Linked DNA regions of Ovis aries: region 1 is linked to region 2. Evidence: chromatin contacts called from public Hi-C data. All regions are on one chromosome and are shown on one strand. Each heading gives the region's core, a stretch centred on a gene start, on an enhancer-like site or on the middle of the called end of the contact. The rest is flanking DNA. Distances are from core to core; before and after follow the strand shown.

What was found. Hi-C and Micro-C count contacts between places; a contact is called where the count stands out from the background.
Region 1: a Hi-C map of tail adipose tissue shows a contact between it and region 2, with 2.5 times the contacts expected there. The contact joins the enhancer-like site here to the promoter of RALY in region 2. A contact is called at or near these places in 5 of 16 Hi-C or Micro-C datasets (blood, mesenteric adipose tissue, muscle and 1 more).

What each region holds. Positions count from the first base shown.
Region 1 is chr13:63,443,428-63,447,524 of ARS-UI_Ramb_v3.0, reverse strand. The region is part of intron 1 of RALY (RALY heterogeneous nuclear ribonucleoprotein); the gene reads right to left. Among named protein-coding and RNA genes, the nearest start is that of RALY, 52 kb to the right of the region's middle. Within about 2 kb of position 1,409, at least 5 of the 54 cell types and tissues checked have an H3K27ac peak or open chromatin away from gene starts, as enhancers often do. A contact at or near this core is called in tail adipose tissue, where this site is marked.
Region 2 is chr13:63,391,703-63,396,424 of ARS-UI_Ramb_v3.0, reverse strand. It overlaps RALY (RALY heterogeneous nuclear ribonucleoprotein), which reads right to left and starts at 2,543. Exons shown (of 8, transcript XM_042230347.1): 1 at 2,323-2,543. LOC121816258 (a long non-coding RNA gene) reads left to right here and starts at 2,952. Exons shown (of 2, transcript XR_006055771.2): 1 at 2,952-2,991; 2 at 3,562-4,722.

The DNA.
Region 1 (4,097 bases), core at 160-2,659, 52 kb before region 2:
AGCCCTCAGATTTGGAGGCCTTTCTAGTCACCCATAATACTGGTTCAGGTATTCCCTCTCCACCCCCCTTCTCACCCCCCATCTGTTTTATCATAGAATCCTGGCACATAACATGTATCAACAAAAGTATCTGTTGATGGCTGAATGAATGAAATACTGGATCAAGAAATCCAAAGGTGATGCAGGGGAGAGACTCCTGGCCTGGAAGTCAGGAGGACTGACTGTTTCTAATTCTAGCTCTACCACTGCTGTGGTTCAGTGATCTCAGGCAAGCCCCTCTTCTGTGGACCATCTATGAATGAGCTAACATCTATGAATGATCTCAAAAGGTCCTCTCAGCACTGACAATAGATGAGACTTAGACTCATGCTAAGGGTGAGAAACCTCTGAGGCCAGCTGTGTGCTTCAGAGTATGGGAGGCCCCATATCCACACCCCATGAGCAGCACCAGCCAAGTATATGAACTGTGCTGTCAGCAGCCTCCCAGCCTGTTGGTTTACTTAATTCCTCCTGATGAAGTGCCAAGAATAAATCGTAGGTGAGCAGCAGAGCATTTTAATGAGTCCAGAGCCTAATGAATCTTTTCCTTCCTGTGTCAATTAGAATTTCAAAGCTAGGGTCCCCAAGGACCAATTTATTAGGAACAGAGAGAAGCCTTTTGTTCATCAGCTGCTGCCTGAGCTACTTGCCCTGGCCCTGTATGTCTGCTGTGTAACAATCTTGCTTACTCATAGATATGCCACCTGGTGAAACAGACTGTCTCGTATTTCTGGGGTCTGAACTTGAGGAAGGAAAGGAGAGGTCAGGTCGACTTCTGGGGGTGAGTAGGGAAATAGTGAGAGAATCAGAGCAGCACTGACTTGAATGTCACGTCCCAAGGATACTAGTCTTCAAAGAGCTAACAGCAGTAGATCAACTTGCTATTCATCTAACTCAGGATCAGCTATTGTGTGAGACCTATTTGTCTAAGGTATTTTTGAATCCTCACAACAACCCCCAAAGTAGGTATCAAAGGCACTATTTTCTTTTTCTGGCCATGCCATGAGGCTTGTAGGATGGGATCTCAGCTCCCTGACCAGGGATTGAACCCAGGCTGTGGCAGTGGAAGCCCAGAATCTTAACCACTAGGCACCAAGGAATTCCCTCAACAACACTATTTTACAGACAGAGGCACTGGCTCTAAGAATTTTAAAGAACTATAGAACTAGTTGAAAAACTAAACAAGGAACACAAATCAGTAGTTGGCAGACAGGGATTTGAACTCACATTTGTGCAAATCCAGAGACTGGGCTCTTTCTATCAAATCACAGCAACCTTGCCAGAGGGCTGGCAGGGCCAGTGGCTGATGTCCTGAATGGCAGAGATGGCCTGTGGGCAGCCAGTCAGGTCATGTTGGACACTTGCCACCAACATACTTGTCTTTTTCCAGGGCATAAGCAAGAGTGCCTGTGCACTGCTGGTTCTTCCACTCAGTGGAGCTGGCAACCTCACTTATTCCCAGAACATAATCCGAATTAATTCACCATTGACACTAATCCCAGACTCCTGTGCTGGGTCGTTTTTGCTGCAGGGGGGTTTTCTCTAGTTGCTATGAGCAGGGTTTACTCTCTAGTTGCAGTGCAGTGGCTTCTCACTGCGGTAGCTTCTCTTGTTGCATAGCAGGGGCTTTAGAGCGTTTGGGCTCAGTAGTTACAGCTCACAGGCTCGAGTAGTTGTGGCACAAGGGTTTAGTTGTCCCATGGCAACTAAGTGCTTTGGCAGGCAGATTCTTAACCAATGGACCACCAGGGAAGTCCCCAGAAATCGTCTGACTTATGAGGAGTTGCCAATCCTTGATTTAATACCCTCCAGGTACCCAGTTGTCTTGCCTCTCATACTGTCCTCTTCAAATCACACAGGGCCAGCCCAGTTGCCACTGCAAGTCATCAACAGCAGCACACTCCAGGGTGAGAAAGTAAACAAGTCAAGTTTCCAAACGGTTATGAAATGGAATTTTAGGACTCTGGTGGGAAAAACAGTTAAGAGTGAGGTCAAGACAGTTTGTCCAAATTTACACAGCTAGAAAATAGCAACAACTGGAACACAGGCATATACTGAAACTTAACGTGGTATCTGTATCTGCAAAGAGCAAGAATAATACCAAAAAAAATGAGATCAGTGGCTTAAAAATGCTTTTTAATTTTTAATTTCAAGATAATACCCCCATTTTACAGATAAGAAAATTGTTCTCTGAGGTCAACTAACTTATTCAAGAGAGAAAGAGCTAAATGAGGGAGAGGAGAATAAAGGAAGTAAATGGGATCCAAGTTAATCTTGGATAAATAGCTGCACGGAAGCAGGGAGGCAAGAGAAGGGAGGCTGCACCAGGAGAGTTACCATCCCGGCCTTACTACTAACTTGCTACATGTCCCTGAATATTAGCCTCATTTTCCCATAGGCCAAATGGACCTCAGAGTCCTATATTTGGCCTCAGCTGTCCCCTCTCCAACCTAAGCCCTAAGGGGCCAAAAACCAAAACATCAAACAGAAGCAATATTGTAACAAATTCAATGAAGGCTTTAAAAAATGGTCCATCTTAAAAAAAAGAAAGTAGCAGGCACTTGTTGAATGGACCAATGTATGAACTACTGATCTCTAAGGTCTCTTTCAATCCTGGCATGCTATGATTAACTTATGAGCTTAGAGAACTCAGAAGCTCGAAATTCAAGCCTGGGTGAACTTAAGTTTAACCTGTCCTTTTGGCTCCAATTTTTGATATTTGCTTTGCCTCACAGGGTCTTCAAAAATCACCTCCAAATGTAACAATCACATCCTAACACACATCTACACTCATGCACAGATAGACAACTATATGTCACTTAATTCAATAATGCTAGGTATGAAACACAGAATTTCCTTAATGTGGAAAATGAGGCCTTACAGTTTAGTCTCAACTTACTTTGATAACTTTAACCCTAACCACACTCCATTCCTGAAAGGCTATGCTCTGGCTACACTGGACTGATTACTCTTCTCTAAGACATACATGGAGGCTTCTATAACTTCGGCCCTCACTGGTCTCTTCGCTTGGAAGCTACAGACTACCCTTCTCAACTGCCAAATACTTCATCTTTCAAGACTATCAAATATCTCATCTTTGAAATGCAACTCAAATATCACCTCTTTCGTGAAGCCTTCTTTGATCAGGAGGGCAGGGCAGTTAGTCCCCATATTCCCAAAGCACTCCACATGCTTTCATTTATAGTGATCATCACTGCCACCTACTTACTTTACCTACCTGTTCTCCTTGACCAGCTATGGGTTCCAAAGGTCTTGACCATGTGTTTGCCTTCTCCTTATCCCTAAGGACCTATTCCTGTGCCTGGCATAAATGGTTATCATATTGAATGCTAACATGGCACCAAAACTAACACTTCTTAACCTTCGCTGGCAGATTGGATCAGGTCAGTCTTCCTTCATATTGTCCTGAAGTTGTGCAATACTTTCCCTAATACTTCTACCCACTAATATGAACTCTTATGGAACTGGAGAAGAAGCTGAAAAGAAAGAAGAGAAATAGTATTTAAAGAGCCTTGAATGTCATGCTAAGGAGACCAGATTTTATTTCAGAGGTTTTATGAGCAGGAAACTGATAGGAATAAAATATGTATCTTAAAACCTATGGAGCGAAAAAGGAAGTTATATTTCAGGGCAAACACTGGAGGTAGGTTACCCCCGGGGCCATTTGGATGCAAAGAGGTCACAGAGTTCCACCTGGAGGAAGTTTGTTTTGAACAGAGTTTTACTCAGAAAAAGGAAGTTATATTTCACTAGCAAAGACAAATTTGTTGTTGTTGAGTTGTATCCCACCCTTTTGTGACCACATGGACTGTAGCCCGTCAGGCTTCTCTGTCTGTGGGATTTTCCAAGCAAGAATACTGGAGTGGGTTGCCATTTTCTTCTCCAGAGGATCTTTTTGACCCACGCAGTAGGTACCAAGTCTACTGCATCGGCAGGTGGATTCTTTACCACTGAGCCACAAGGGAACCCAGGGAGGCAAATTAGTTAACAATTAAAAAGTCAGTGAGAGAGGATTATAATCTGGCCTTGGATGATAG
Region 2 (4,722 bases), core at 1,294-3,793:
CTACTGCCACAATGCACTTTCACAGCCATTTCTCATAGGCCCCACACAACCCTGTGAGAGTTTAGATAAAGAAACTGAGGCTCAGAGAATCACAATGAGTAGCCAAGTTCATGGTGCCACAGCAAATCAAATCCTATGCCCATGAGACATGTCCTGTCCTCTCCACTTGTTAATTTGGTGATCTAAGGCTAGTGCCCTAAACCTTGCTATGTTTCAATTCTCAATTAGAGCTGTAAAAAAGGAAATATAAACCAAACGCTACAAGCTACCTTACTGAACTAGATGAGAAATGAAATCAGATAATGGTTACAAAAGAGAACTATAAAACATAAACAAAGTACTATGCAACAGAAGTGGTAATTTATGAGACTGCCTGCTCTGCCAGTCACAAAAGGACAAATACTGCATGATTTGTTTTACAGCGCACAAAACCTGGCTTCCTTTTAATGCTGGGACTAAATAACTTCCTGGTGATTTCATTTCACTTGGGATTCTGGGTCTTAAGGCCTGAATAACTAGTTTAGTGTTCTTTCAAAAGGTGGCAAACTATGGTAGAAATAAAAATATTACTGGACTGGGAGTCAGAAGACTGAAATCCTAGTTCTGATTCTGTCACTAAAGCAGTCCGTGAATTTAGACAACTTACTTCCCCTTTCAGAGGTTCAGTTAAGGGGAAAGAGGGAAAAGGCAGGAAAAGATTTAAGACTAGAGAGGACCCCCTGGCAGTCCTATGTACCACTACTCTTAAATCCACCATCTTGGAAAAGGGATCCTCCAGACTCCAGAGAACTACAGCAAATATCAGTAGACTCAAGACCTGGCCTAGGAACACCCCTGCCTGATCTTTACACACCAGGCATCAAACACACTGGAAAACTAGAACACTTGCCAAAGTTAATTTTAGTCCACTTTTACCCCTCTGGGCCTTATCTGAAAATAAGAGAAATAAATCTCTAGTTGAAAGCAGGAGAGTCTAAGCAATTGACTTGAGCCACTTTCTGCTCCCCCTCCCTTTAAACAGTACAGAATAGACAAGATTTGGAGGAACATGCCATAAACAAACAAAAGATGGACCTCGTTGCTTTAAATGACCTACGCCTTCCTTGAGCCAAACACCCCAGGGAACTTTAGTGTGCTGGAAATCTGGAATCCTCTGTATCCATCCACTTCTAAGGGGCAATATTAGCAAGAAATTTGTAATTACTTCCTTTCCCTCCGACCTCGCACAGATTCAGAATGGAATTTCATCCATAGTGGACACTGGCCCGTGAACCAGGGAGGACGGAGATAGGTCTCTCATCTAATGATGGGACTCAAAATCCGTTCTGCACTAAGAGATTACACAAGCTCACACTAAGAAATAAATAACAGACACCAGCACTACGGCTTTACACTTCGGTGGCTACACACTGTGATTTGGAACACATTCTTTAACATCTCGGAGCCTTGATTTCTGTTTTTGTAAATAGGGGTAACCTCAGAAGGCCGTCTTGAGCATTCTATGAAACAGGCTGCCGAAGTTCCTGCGTCAAGTCCGTTAAATGTTACCTGTTGGTATTAAACACTTCTCTCACACATCAGTTTCCTCCCTGAATCCACAAAATACCCTGCAAGGCGACTTTCTTTCTCCCGGTTCACTGAAAGGCAAGCTGAGCCTCGGCCGGGAAAAGGCTGCGTGAAGTGCGGCGCGCGGCCCCAGCTCGAGGGCCTACTGTTGTTCCTGTAAGAAGCCCAAGGTGTGCCACGAGCCCAGGACCGCGAGAGGCGGGGACCGAGGAGGCGCTCAGGTCCTTAGGGAGCCAAGCGGGTCCAGTTTTGCGCGCCTCGGGGATCCCGCAGACCCAGCCCGGGAGGGAGAGTCGGAAAATGCCCCAGGTCTGGCCCGGAGCCGGGGCCGGGCCCGCCCGAGGCCTCCCCGGCGCGGCCTCCACTCCCCCCCTCCTCCCCTCGGCGGGCGGGGCGGGGCGCGAGCACAAAAGACTCCAACTTCCGAGCGGGCGCGGGCCCACCCCGCCAACTCCTGGCCCAGGCCCGGCCCACGGAGAGGCGGGCAGGGAACGCCAGGGCGGCCGGGAGCGGGAGCTGGAGCGGGCGCGGGCGGGCCCGGCCGGCGACCCAAGGCGGCGGGGCCGAGTGGAGGGGAAGGTGCGAGAGAAGGGGGCTGGGAGTTACTCCGGCTCCCGAGACTCCCAGAAGGGCCGGAAAAAGAGTTTCTAAAAATAAGCAGGGGCCAGCGCGAAGAGGTGGGTGACCAAAACGGAACCAGGAGCACCCCCTCCCCGCACCTTGAAGGAGACGCCCCTGCTCGCGGCCCCCACTCACCCGCGCTGAGAGGTCTGGAGGAAGCCGCGCGGCGCGGAAGGAGGCGGTGCCGCCGCACTCGGGGGCGGAAGGGAGGGAGCGAGGGAGGGAGGAAGAAGGCGGCCCCGGCCGCAGCGTGAGGAGCTGAGTACAAGCGCGGGAGTCGCCCCCGTCGCCCCCTCGGCTTCTCTCAGCTCAGCCCGCCCTGCGCCCGCGCTGCTCGCGCACCCCGCCGCACTGACAGCGGTGCGAGCCCAGCAGCCGCGAGTCCTTCCCTTGGCCCGGACCACTGAGGCGCGCGGTGGTGGGGGTGCCCGGAGCGGCTTCTCTCAACTCGCCCCGGCTCGCCGCTCCGGCCAGGGCCCAGCCACCCCTTGCCCTCGCCTTGGTCTCCAGAAAAGAGCCCGGCGACGCTTGCGCGGCGTCCGCAGCCCCGCCCTAACAGCCTGGCTCCCGAGACGCAGCTGCTCTTCCCACCCCCTCAACCTAGCCTTGGAAAGGTCCAGAGCTTCGGCGGGGAGAAGAGAAAGGAGGGGTCGGGGCGGGGCCTAACAGGGAGGAAGGCCGGAGGTGGGAGCCTGAGGAGGCGGGGCTAGGGCGGGAAGAGACGCTCTCTTACAGCAGTACGGAGCGTAAGGCGGGGCGGAGCCGAGAGGGTGCTAAGGCCGAGAAGAGAGGCGCGGGAGACAAGTATGGAAGGCAGTGGAGGCCTCGCAGACCGGGGAAGGGCGAGCATGAAAAAGAGGAGTGGGCGGGGCGGGGCCTACCCAGAGGAGGGGTCAAGAGTGGAGGCAGGCCCGGGCGAGCTTGGGGAAGTAGGGGCCCTTAGGGGATGGTGTTGGAGGCGGGGGCTGAAGAAAAGCCTAAAAGGGAGGAGAGATTGAGCGGGACAGAAGGAGGCGGGCCCGGAAGCCGAACTAGGAGGAGGGAACCCGAAGGTAGCCGCTCGAGGAGGAGCCGGAAGGAGGGCGGTGGGCGGGGTGGAGGGGGTTAGGAGGAGGAAAGTAGGGCTGGAGGTGGGCGGAGCCTGGAGAAGGAGCCCAAACAAGTTGCCGGTGGGGCGGTGCCGGGAGGATGCGGAAGAGATGAGGTAGGAAGGAACGCCAGGTCCTTTCACTTTCAAGGGAGCCTGGTGCGCGGACAGGGCCAGGGTCCACGCTGTTGGTTGGGACTGGGCGGAGACGCCGCCCTGAGGGGCGGGAGGAGGTGCCACTTCCACCTGAAAAAAAATGTTAAATTCGAGTAACTTCACCTTTCCAGGGTGCAGGAAGTGTTATAACTGGATCTCGATCTGGATGTTTGTCCTGCCTCCTGAATATTTCTCCTGTCGAAAACTCACCTAAATCAATGATGCAACCTCCACGGAGCAGCTGGGTGGCTTCCCAGAGCACACGAGGACCGTAAGCCCTTCAGCTGTAGACTTCCCTGAAGGCTGGGAAGATAAGATTCTCCATGCATCGTCCGACTCATGATTCTGTGATTGTATTTTTCACATCCCAGTGAGAGACTTTATTTTGGGGGGCTCCAAAATCACTGCAGATGGTGACTGCAGCCATGAAGTTAAAAAACACTTGCTCTTTGAAAGAAAAGCTATGACAACCTAGACATCATATTAAAAGGGATATTACTTTACCAACAAAGGTCTGTCTAGTCAAAGCTATGGTGTTTCCAGTAGTCATGTATGGATGTGAGAGTTGGACTATAAAGAAAGCTGAGTGCTGAAGAATTGATGCTTTTGAACTGTGGTGTTGGAGAAGACCCTTGAGAGTCTTCTTGGACTGCAAGGAGATCTAACAGTCCATTCTAAAGGAAATCAGTCCTGAATATTAATTGGAAGGACTGATGCTGAAGCTCCAATACTTTGGCCACCTGATGCAAAGAACCCACTCATTGGAAAAGACCCTGATGCTGGCAAAGATTGAAGGCAGGAGGAGGAGACAACAGAGGATGAGATGGTTGGATGGCATCACCGATGGGATAGATATGCGTTTGAGTAGGCTCTGGGAATTGGTGATGGACAGGGAAGCCTGGCGTGCTGCAGTCCCTGGGGTTGCAAAGCATTGGACACAATTGAGCGACTGAATTGATTTTTCACATCACTCCTCCCAGAACCTGCCTAAGAGACTGGATTCCTGAGCACAGAGCAGAGGTTGAAATGAACCCTGCCTGATTCTGCCAGACCAGCAGTTAAAGCTACACTTGTGTTGTTTAATGACCTCTGTATCTTGCTTCAAAAGGAAGAGAAATCAAATTAGAGAGATGGTGACAACTGAGCCGAAGGCCAAGAGTGTTCTTCCCCCACCCCTTCTAACTTCTAGTTTCTTCTTATGCCTCAAGTCTCTGCTTAAATATCACCTCCTGGGAGTTCCCTGTTGGTCCAATGGCTAAGACTCTGTGCTCCCAATGCAAGGGACTTGAGTT